Regions from separate parts of the Lactuca sativa genome. Here region 2 is linked to region 1. A link is a contact called in public Hi-C data. All regions are on one chromosome and are shown on one strand. The core of a region is the stretch at or near the end of the contact, and the rest is flanking DNA. Distances in the headings are between cores, read along the strand shown.

Evidence for each region. Hi-C and Micro-C count contacts between places; a contact is called where the count stands out from the background.
Region 2: a Hi-C map of leaf shows a contact between it and region 1, with 4 times the contacts expected there. The contact joins the promoter of LOC111903071 here to the promoter of LOC111900605 in region 1. A contact is called at or near these places in 2 of 4 Hi-C or Micro-C datasets (both in leaf).

The regions. Positions count from the first base shown.
Region 1 is chr8:74,405,661-74,411,157 of Lsat_Salinas_v11, reverse strand. LOC111900605 (methyltransferase FGSG_00040) reads right to left here and starts at 2,548. Exons shown (of 1, transcript XM_023896489.3): 1 at 590-2,548. The coding sequence starts at 2,461. The coding sequence ends at 860.
Region 2 is chr8:74,943,494-74,948,418 of Lsat_Salinas_v11, reverse strand. It overlaps LOC111903071 (NAC domain-containing protein 2), which reads right to left and starts at 1,635. Exons shown (of 3, transcript XM_023898868.3): 1 at 1,269-1,635; 2 at 913-1,193; 3 at 181-819. The coding sequence starts at 1,437. The coding sequence ends at 430.

The DNA.
Region 1 (5,497 bases), core at 1,299-3,798:
TATATATATATATATATATATATATATATATATATATTCATCACCTCGAAAATGGGATAATGACAAAGAAATCCGCAAAATATACAAATTAAAATAGTTTTTCAAAGAAAAAAATTGTAAAGACAAAGTCGTCTTCCATAAACAGCTTGGGTTAGAGTTGTTGCGGACAGCTTGAACTATCAAGCAACTTGGTTATCATGCAGTTTGGGTTGCCTTCAAGTAGACCCAAATCTACATGTTTCGTCAACTTGCCTTCAATCCAAAAGGTTTTCCCACAACTTTCAAACTCGAAAATAAACCCCGCCATGAGATCCCCCACTTGACTCTCGCCTTTCTTCGTGTTCGGGGTTGAACTCGTCTTATATATAAGTGTGAAGTCCGCACCTTGTTACTTGTATTATATCACAATTTAAACCCCATTTTGGCACTCGTATTTCATCTATATTTCATCTATTTAGTAGACCAAACCAAAAATATGATTGTTGCAATAAATGTTACACTTAGATAAGTATTCAAAAATCGTGTTTGATTCTTATTTAAATATCTAATATTTTAACAATAAACAATTTTGTAAAGACTAACATCACCATTAAATAGAAACTGCCTTTCATAAATATTCCACTTCGGTGATTGGAAATTTCAATGTTTCACTAAGTAGATCTTTAAAATTTGATGACTAACTAAAAGAAATTAAAAGATCAAAAACATTTGTAAGAACTAAAATAGTTCGTCTTTTATCTATTCCAACATAATTTGGAATGCAACACGAACCCAAAAAAAATTACCCTACAATTGCAATGAGAAGTTACTCTAAAAAAACCCTAATGTGGAACAAATGCATTTAATCTTCCCAATTTGATCAACAAATTAAACTTCTCATTGCTTGCTTCTTCATGACCTTCCCATAAACACCCCTTCCTAACTTCATTGCCTTTTCCATCTCCACCACACCACCACTACCACCATTCCTCTTCATCCCTTCAACAACTACCCTTAATACCCTCTCATCACCGCCAACCGCCTCAACGACACTCTCCACCACCACCTCCATCGCCGGAACTCTTCTCCCCCACTTCACCATCAACTTTTCTGATACAAAAAGCTCCGAATAAACCTTCCAAAATGAAGCTCTCAAATACCCCTTCATTTTACCTCTTACCATCCACCTCCTCATACTCTCCTCTAACTTATACACCATGTTACCAACATCAACCCCTCTTTCATACCCCATTTCAATCTCTCCCATTTCTTGTTTTTCGGAAACACCATTCTCAAATTTGCACCTTTTGCAATGACAATCAAACCCCCAATTCTTTGTCATTTCTTTTCGGGTTTTCAAAGGCGAAAAAACATCAAAATAGCCTAATGTGATCTCTTCACCTTCTTTTATATCCCTGGAAGCATGAACAATCACATGGTCACCAATGTGAAATCTTTTCGCATTAGGGTTACAGGAATGGTTGATAAAAGAAGCCAAAACCCATATCCCAACACCATGATAATCGCCATTTTTACCCGAAAATTTGCTTGAAAATGTTTCTTCAACAAGTGAATTCACATCCAATATGCTTAACATGACTCCCATATCAATCTTTTCACCCAAAAAGCCACACTCTTGCTCGTATTCGGGCCTAAAACTACTTATATCAGGAACCTCAAGATCTTCCTCATTTTCACCAACCGATAACTTTGAAATCAAGTATTGTGTTCTTTTACAATTTGAAGTTGATGCAACAACTTTGTCTATGAAATTCTTCCACATTACCATTTGAGCATTTTCACCCAAATCTTGAGTTTTGGATTCTGGCAATATCCCTCTTTCGGTTGCTATAGCTTTATTGACCAACAACAAAGAACCAACATCAATGTTCTTCGTTGCAAACAATCCTCTACCACTAATCTCAGATTTCTTGATCTCTAAAGCGCCAATATACTCTGCTAACTCAGGCAGATTACCCTTAAACCCATTTAAAACCCAATTACTAAAATCAAATGCTCCAGATCTTGATAAAAATGCAAGCTTTTTCGTTTTTTCCAAATACCCATTTAAGGTTTCAGAATCTTGATTACTGGGATGATCAAGATTAGCAATCTTGAAGCAGTTTAAAGCCATACTGTATCTATCAAGATTAAGCAAGATCTTACCTTTACACATGAGCGTTTTGAAATGGGTGTTTTCAATTTGCAATGCCTCGTCACAATCTTTGAGAGCTTGATCGAAATCACGGGTTTTGTATCTTGCTTCGGCTCTGTTGGAGAAGGCTAAACAGAGGGATTTTTGGAGTTTCGGGTCGGGTCGAGTTTGGGGATTAGAGATATGGGTTTGGCAGAGAGAGATGAGTTGGGAATATGTTTGGATTGATTGTTCCCATTCATCTCTATGGAGAAGCCCCTTGGCTTTGAATCTGAGATCTTGCATTTTCTCTTCTTCTGTGGTTTGTTGTTGCTCTGGTTCTTTCATCTTCAATGGCAGTTCAAACTGTGTGTTAGTGTGTGTGTTCTTTTGGGGCGATGAGTGTAAATTTGAAATCAAATAGGAAAGTAACGGTCATATAAGTTAAGTTAACTGCAAGTAGTCAAGTCAAGATTCCTGTGATTGTTATAAATATTCATTTAAAATAATGCCTTTATAAATCTAACGGTCGAGTTAATTTTAAGGAGAATGATGAGTAATGAGTTTGGGTGAGAAAATATGCATAAAACTATAAGATTTTCTATATTAAATATACAACATTTTATTGTTGGGCAAAAAGACATAATATCGATAACATGTTATAATTTGTGTCGTTTGCCTTAATTGATAAAATAGTACAATAAAATTTTATAAATTTTTAAAATTGACATTATTGTATAATTAAGTAAAAGAAATCATATAAATAAGCATTTTAATTGCGCCAGATCATAAATAACCAATTCTCAATTAGAGGAAATGTGATTACATAATTCCTTTTGCAAACCATGTTCCTATAAAATCAAGAAAAAATAGATGCTAAGGGTGAACGGAGTTGTAATAAAAAAAAATAGGATGGGCACCAAGGTACATCGGTACCTCCAAGCTCATGACTCTACATTTACATGAGTTCAAAATAGTGGGTTCAGAATGATGGTGAGCAACTTTATTGTACTCTAATTCGTTCAACTCTATCTCTTCAGTTTATATAATACTTATAATATCTGTACAACAATTATTTTTATATACTTTATAAATTAATTTTATATGTATTTTAAAATTGAAAATTGTGTAGGTTGCATGTTAGGATGGATGAAATGGATTAATTTCAATATGGATGGAATGTGTATAAGGCTCGAAAGAGTAATACTCCTAATATATTGTCATCTAAGTTTTTTTATGGACACATAGGTTTTTTATTGTCACCTAGTCTTAGCATTTTATATTGAAAAATATAGGAAGTGATAGTGTGACTTTAAATAGGTTTTATTTTGAAAAAAAAATAGCAACTGTCAATTGTTTTTGTGGTCAACAGATGCACAGACAATCTCTCTCTCTCTCTCTCTCTCTCTCTCTCTCTCTCTCTCTCTCTCTCTCTCTCTCTCTCTCTCTCTCTCTCTCTCTCTCTCTCTCTCTCTCTCTCTCTCTCTCTCTCTCTCTCTCTCTCTCTCTCTCTCTCTCTCGGCTTAACGAGTAATATAGTGTAACAAGCCCCCTAATGACAGCTAGGGGCGGTGTTCCTTCTCCTAGTGAGCGCCATAGCAAGCCCCATAGCGGCTCTACTCCCGTTAGAGCATCCATAATGCAAGTAGTATACGAGTTGAATGTGGTGATGACTAGGATCGAATAAGAGTTGAACGGAATGTGGGCGGTAACATGGAGTAAAGATAAATGGAGATGTTGAATGATTATTGAATGGTTTAATAGAAATGATAAAGTGGTGATTACGATTGAATAAGTGTTTAATGATTCTGAGTGGCATTGTATAGATGTTTAATAGATGATGTGACAATCCATTGAACTCTATAGAGTTGGATTGTCGATGCCCTTAACCTAAGTAAAAGTATAAAAAAGAGTTGATGTGACGATGAATTAAAAGAGTATGAACCTTATGATTTGCATGTTTCTTGTTGAACCAACCAAATAAATCATTAGAAAATATAAGAATAACATGATTCACAAAAAAAAATTCCTGAATAAACCTCTCGACAACTCATTTTTTTTACCGAATCAAATTTTATTTTACTTTTCAAACAATATCCGTGACATCGCAAAAATGAATCTTCGTTTTTTTTTCTCTTCACGAAACATATTATTTTTACTTCGGCTAATGATTTACTTTGTTATTTCACCAAAAAAACATGTAAATGATAAATAAATAAAAATTAAAAATAATAATAATAATAAATTATTGTTATCTAAAAAATTTCCCCCAAAAACATATTTCTTGAAATCCAAGATGTGATCACGTTGTATAAACGACTATAATGTTTTTATCATGTAACTCGGTGTCTATATATGTATTTTTGTATTCATATTAAAAAAATATAACCAATTTTATTTTATGTGTATTCTAGATCGCTATTTTTTCAGCTTTTTATGGTCTCAAATTGAATGTTTTTGTTTGAAATTTAACGGTTTTGCATATTATTGGCCGCTTATCACTTATATGGCGTCTACGTGTTGCTTATGTAACGTCTATATCAAGATTTTATCAACTACTATTATTTTGTGTTTAAATATAGTTTAGCTAAACTTATTACATCATGTCACTGGCAACTGTCATTTTCATCTTCCACATTCATTCTCATCCTCATCTTCTAGATTCGTCGATATTGTAAACGTATGTCAACTGTACATAAATAAAGCAATAGTTGATAATGTTTATAGTTTTAAACCCCCCCAAAATAAATCAAGACACCATGTAACTGAAATAAAATATATTAACCCATTATTTATATAAGGGTCACACGAAATTTCCAAACTTCGGGCCCAAATATGTACTTTACAAGCCGGTACATCCTATGTAACACCAAAAAAAAATGTTCTCTCTTTTTTTAACATATATAGTTGAATATTTTCAAGAATAATTTTTATAAATATTCACTTTGTCATTTATAGGTTTGTTTACTATACCGTTGTGTAATAAATGACCTGATTTAGAGCGAAAATGATTAGCCAAATCATATTATAATTTTTTCCGCGTATAATACAAAGATGCAAAATAAATATCTATTGTAAAATAGAGATTTTATTTATGATAGAGATTGCTACATTTTCACTTTAGAAGTTTTGATATAATAATTTTCATACTTTATAATTAAATTATTGATATTTTATAAGTTATGATTTGGTTCCTTTACTATATTTTAAAGTTATATTTTTCGTCTCTTACATAATTTTCCTTTTAGTTTTCGGTTTTATTAATTTCCTCAAAATATATTTTCAAGTCTTATTTCCGTCTGTCCCTTAAATACATAACTTTTTGGATTGAAATTATATTTTGATACTTTTATGGTCCACACGATATGATATAATTAAGACGCT
Region 2 (4,925 bases), core at 386-2,885, 540 kb before region 1:
AAATTAATAGTTAAAGATTCTTATTTATCTAAATAAATAACATTAATTTAATTGTAAAGCAATAAAGTAGGTGTAACTTCTGAAAAAGTTTGGATAACAACGTTAACCTCAAATATAACATGTGAAGTTGTGAACACAAATAATTATAAGATTTACGATTTCATTGTTGTGGAACTTAAGAAAAGCAAACTGTTAAGAGATTAAAAATATAAAAGAAAAACGTTAAAAAAAACATTTTTACAAAATTACCCAAATTGAAAAATAAAAGTATTTTCCACTTGGCATTAAAAACTATTAATAAAATAAGAAAGATATCCCCCTTTTTCTATATCCCATTTATGACCTATTTTACAATTATCAGTAAAACATTTCTTTTGCTATTTCAACATTATCTTGCTATGTCAATTCCATTCCATCATGATCCTATTATCATTGGAATCCGAACATTGGACTGAAAAAACTTGATTGGTTTAAGTTGTTTTGATGGGTGTCTTCAAACTTGATGGGATGCGATTCCCTTACCCTCGTTTCCAAGATTGGAGTTGACGATTGAGGCATGATTCCAATTCCAGTTTCGATTCCGGCATTGTTTTCATAGTTTGTGTTGTGATCATCTAAAAGATGAGAAATCGAACCTAATGATTCCAATTCCCATAAATGAGCAAGTGAAAACGTCCTCGGAATTTTCATTGATTGCAAATCCATGGAATTATGATCATCGGAAGCAACATTTTCGGCGTTTGAATCTTCTTCTCTTTGTTCCAAAGGTTTTGCAGCAGTTTTCTTCTTGTAAATTCGACATAGAACCCAATCATCAAGCTGAAAAACATGTAAAACACGTAAATCAGATGAGTTTTACAACGATTCAATCAAATCGACAAACATGATGCAAACTGAAATCGTTCTTCTTACCCTCATTGATCCGAGTTTCTTAGCGGGTTGTGATCGAGACTCTTTCAATCGATACTCATGCATAATCCAATCGGTTTTAACCCCCTTTGGGGGCCTACCTTTGTAGAACACCAAAGCTTTCTTCACGCCAACGTATTTTGATCCACTGTAAATCGCTTTATCTGTCCCTGTAGCTTTCCAATACCCTGAAACAGCTGCTCGATTTGGGCGAACTCCATTTGGGTATTTTCTATCGCGAGGTGTGAAGAAATACCATTCGTTTTCTTCAAATTCCGTTTTCTCTGTTATCAAAATTCAAAACAATCAACATAAACTCCATAGTTCATAACCAATCACAAACTAATTCAAAAACTAACCAGGCAACTCCCATGGATCAAATTTGTAGATATCAACTTCAGGGATTATAGAAACAGGACATGGTTTAGATAACGACTGGTTTCGCAGATAGAACATGATCAATTCTTCATCGGTGGGGTGAAATCGAAACCCAGGTGGGAGATTACAGTTGTTTTCCCTTCCAACCATGTTTAACCAAAAGGGTGTTCGAACTTCGAAGAAGAGATGAAAGGAGGAATTGATTGACTGAAAAGGGGGGAAGAGAAGTGAGAGTGTTTGAAATGTTGGCAAGGAGAAGGGATGCGAATTTATGTGAAGGGTTTATTTGTCGATATGTGAAGATTACATCATTCTTGATCTTGATTGGTTGGTTTGACTTTTGACTTTTTGCTTTTGATTTGAGTTCCAATTGAGACTTGGCACACACCCATACTTGCAAGATTAGGCAATACACACCACACACAAGCATTAATTTAATAGGAATCATCCATACTCCTTATGGGAATATATATATATATATATATATATATATATATATATATATATATATATATATATATATATATATATATATAATTTTCTTTTTTGTGGTGCTTTAACAAACTTTTATTTTATGGGCACACTCAATTGACAAGTCTCAATTAAGATTCCAATATGTGATATTAGGCCATGACGAGTATCGGCAACGTATATCATTTCCACTCCAATAGGCAGTTGTTTTTTTTTTCAATTTTTTACTATTATATAGAATTTCAATCGCAAAGCGTCCACATCTTTTGAAAGATGAATTTGTTAAGGTTTTAAGAGCAAAAACGAAATTTAAAAAAAAAAAAAAAAAAAAAGAAAAAAAAAATCAGACTTTTTGTTATTATTTTTTATCGTTTTTATCTGCGTAATGTTTTTTGTTATAGAATTAATGAGATATTTCTATTTTATTATATTAAATATTTATATAATTATTAAATTATATTTTTATATATTTATTTTAAAAAAGAAAAATAAATGGTAATGGGAACCCACTATTTCCTATTGAGGGTGGAAAAGAACATGGAAGGAAAAAGTTAGAGAAAGTGAAAAAGATAAGGGTGTATTTGGTTATGGAAAAATAGACCGGATTTTTGAATTTTTTTTAAAAGAATGAGAATTTTGAAAACGCATTTAGTTCGTCTATTTTTCTAAATTTTTCATAGAAAATGAAAAGTTTCCGTTTTCTAAAATTAAAAAAAAAAAAGTTAGAATTTTTTGGAAAACTGATAATCATTGTTTTTCATATTTTTCTAATTCTAAATTTTTTCTAAAATATAAACACTCACTCCCACCTCATTCATCTCTACCTACCATCACCTCAATACCCCAACCCACCACACCCTACCTACCTACACTCGCTCCTTAGCCCAACCCCACCCCTACAAACACACACATACACACACACACACACCAACCCCCACAAACACATACACACCCACACAACAACCCCTACAAACACACGCACAGACACACCAACCCGCACAAACACCCACACCCACACCCATACCCACCCCACCCCTACAAACACACACCCACCCCACCCACACCCCCACAAACACACATACACCAACCCCCCCCCCCCCCCCCCCACACACACACACACCCAACACCACTTCCACAATCACCGACCTACCATTACCATCACCACCACTACTACCCCATCACCAACACCACCATCTCCGCCATCACTACCACTAACATAATTGTTACCGCTACCACCATCGTCGCCACTCCGTTGCCACCCGCCACCACCACCACCACTGTCCCATGCCGCTGCCCCCACCACAGCCACCGTCCCCACGCCCACCCTACAACCGCTACCGTTTTCTAAAAATGAAAACCGATAGAAAAATACACATCTAAACACGTTTTCTAATTTTTTAAAACTGAAAATGAAAAATGAATAAGTTTTAACTAAACACATTTTCTAAATTTTCCAATGAAACCGAAAACGGAAAATGAAAACTGAAAAGGAAAAACGAAAAACAGAAAATGAAAATTGTTTTTCCGTAACTAAACGCAATCTAAACTTTTGGCCTTATAAATCAAGTTAGTTATATATATGAGTTCATTTTTTTTAATAAAATTAATATATAGGCCTTACTAACAAAAATCCTCAATTAGGATGTAATGATCGATCATATACACTTAGTAGTCATGACTTCAATAATGCATATCTAATCACAATTCACAAGTTTTGGTTTTAGTTTGCAATTATTAAGGATGTTTTAGGCATTGATAAATAATAAAAATATTTTTGTTAAAGTATATATTTTGTAAATGTTTGTCTCTTTTAAATGAAAAAAATTGTATGGTATAATCAAATATTATTTCTTCACAAAATTAGATAAATCGTGTCTTTAGACATCAAGAAACTCCTTCATGATTATTGATTATTTGGAAACAAAAAAACCCGAAAAAAAAACCTATAAATCATAAAAATGCATAAAATAAATACTTAGAGATCACAAAACTTTTTTTTCAAAATTTTTTATGAAAAAATCGCAACTTTTTTAATAAAATCGCTGAAAAAAAAAATAAAAAATAAACTTTTTTTTTAAAAAAAAATTCAGCGATTTTGTATTAAATGTAGCGATTTTTCCATAAAAAAATTCAAAAAAAAGTTTGTGATCTCTAAGTATTTTTTTTATGCATTTTTATGATTTTTAAGGTTTTTTGTTTTCCATAGAACCTAAACCTATATATATATATATATATATATATATATATATATATATATATATATATATATATATATATATATATATGGCTAGGTTATAATATGGATGGACAACTATTGTGTGGACTTGTGGATAATATTATCTTATGAAAATTACTAAAAGAATATGTTGTTTAGTAATGTGAATATGTTCAATCTCACAGAACTATTGTTATTTTAATGGATTCACCAATTTTAATTCATTTTTGTTCTCATTCATCGTTTTTTATTTATTTTAATTCTTATAGAATACGATTCAATAAACATTCTCATAATATTCTGACAGAATGAGAATAATTAAAAAAAGTATATAATAATCTTATATACAATTTAATTAGTGAAAATACTTAATGATTAAAATAATTATATAAGATTCAACGTATTCATATTATCAAACAACATATTTTTCTTTATAATTCTCACATAACAGCATTATCCACATGTCCACACAATAGATGTCAATATACATTTGAACATATATATATATATATATATATATATATATATATATATATATATATATATATATATATATATATAGGGGTGAGCAAACCCAAACCAAAAAACCGAGAAACTGACTAAAATCGACGAAACCGAAACCGAAGCAAAACCGACGGTTTGGGTTTGATATTTTTAAAAACCGAAAAATCGGGTTCGGTTTTTACTCAGAAACCGACCCATCCAACCCAAGAAACCGACCCATACTTAAGACCGACAAACCGCCCAAGAAACCGACCCATCCAACCCAAGAAACCACCCATACTTGATTGTGCTTTGGTTGTAACAGACTATTTCAGGCTTTGGTTTTAACTTGTAGTAGACTATTTGTTGTAAGACTCATGTTTTTTGAAGTATTTAACTTGTATTTGGTGTTTTTTAAAATATTTAACTTGTTGCTTCATTTATGGAAAATGGGTTAAAACCCAGAACC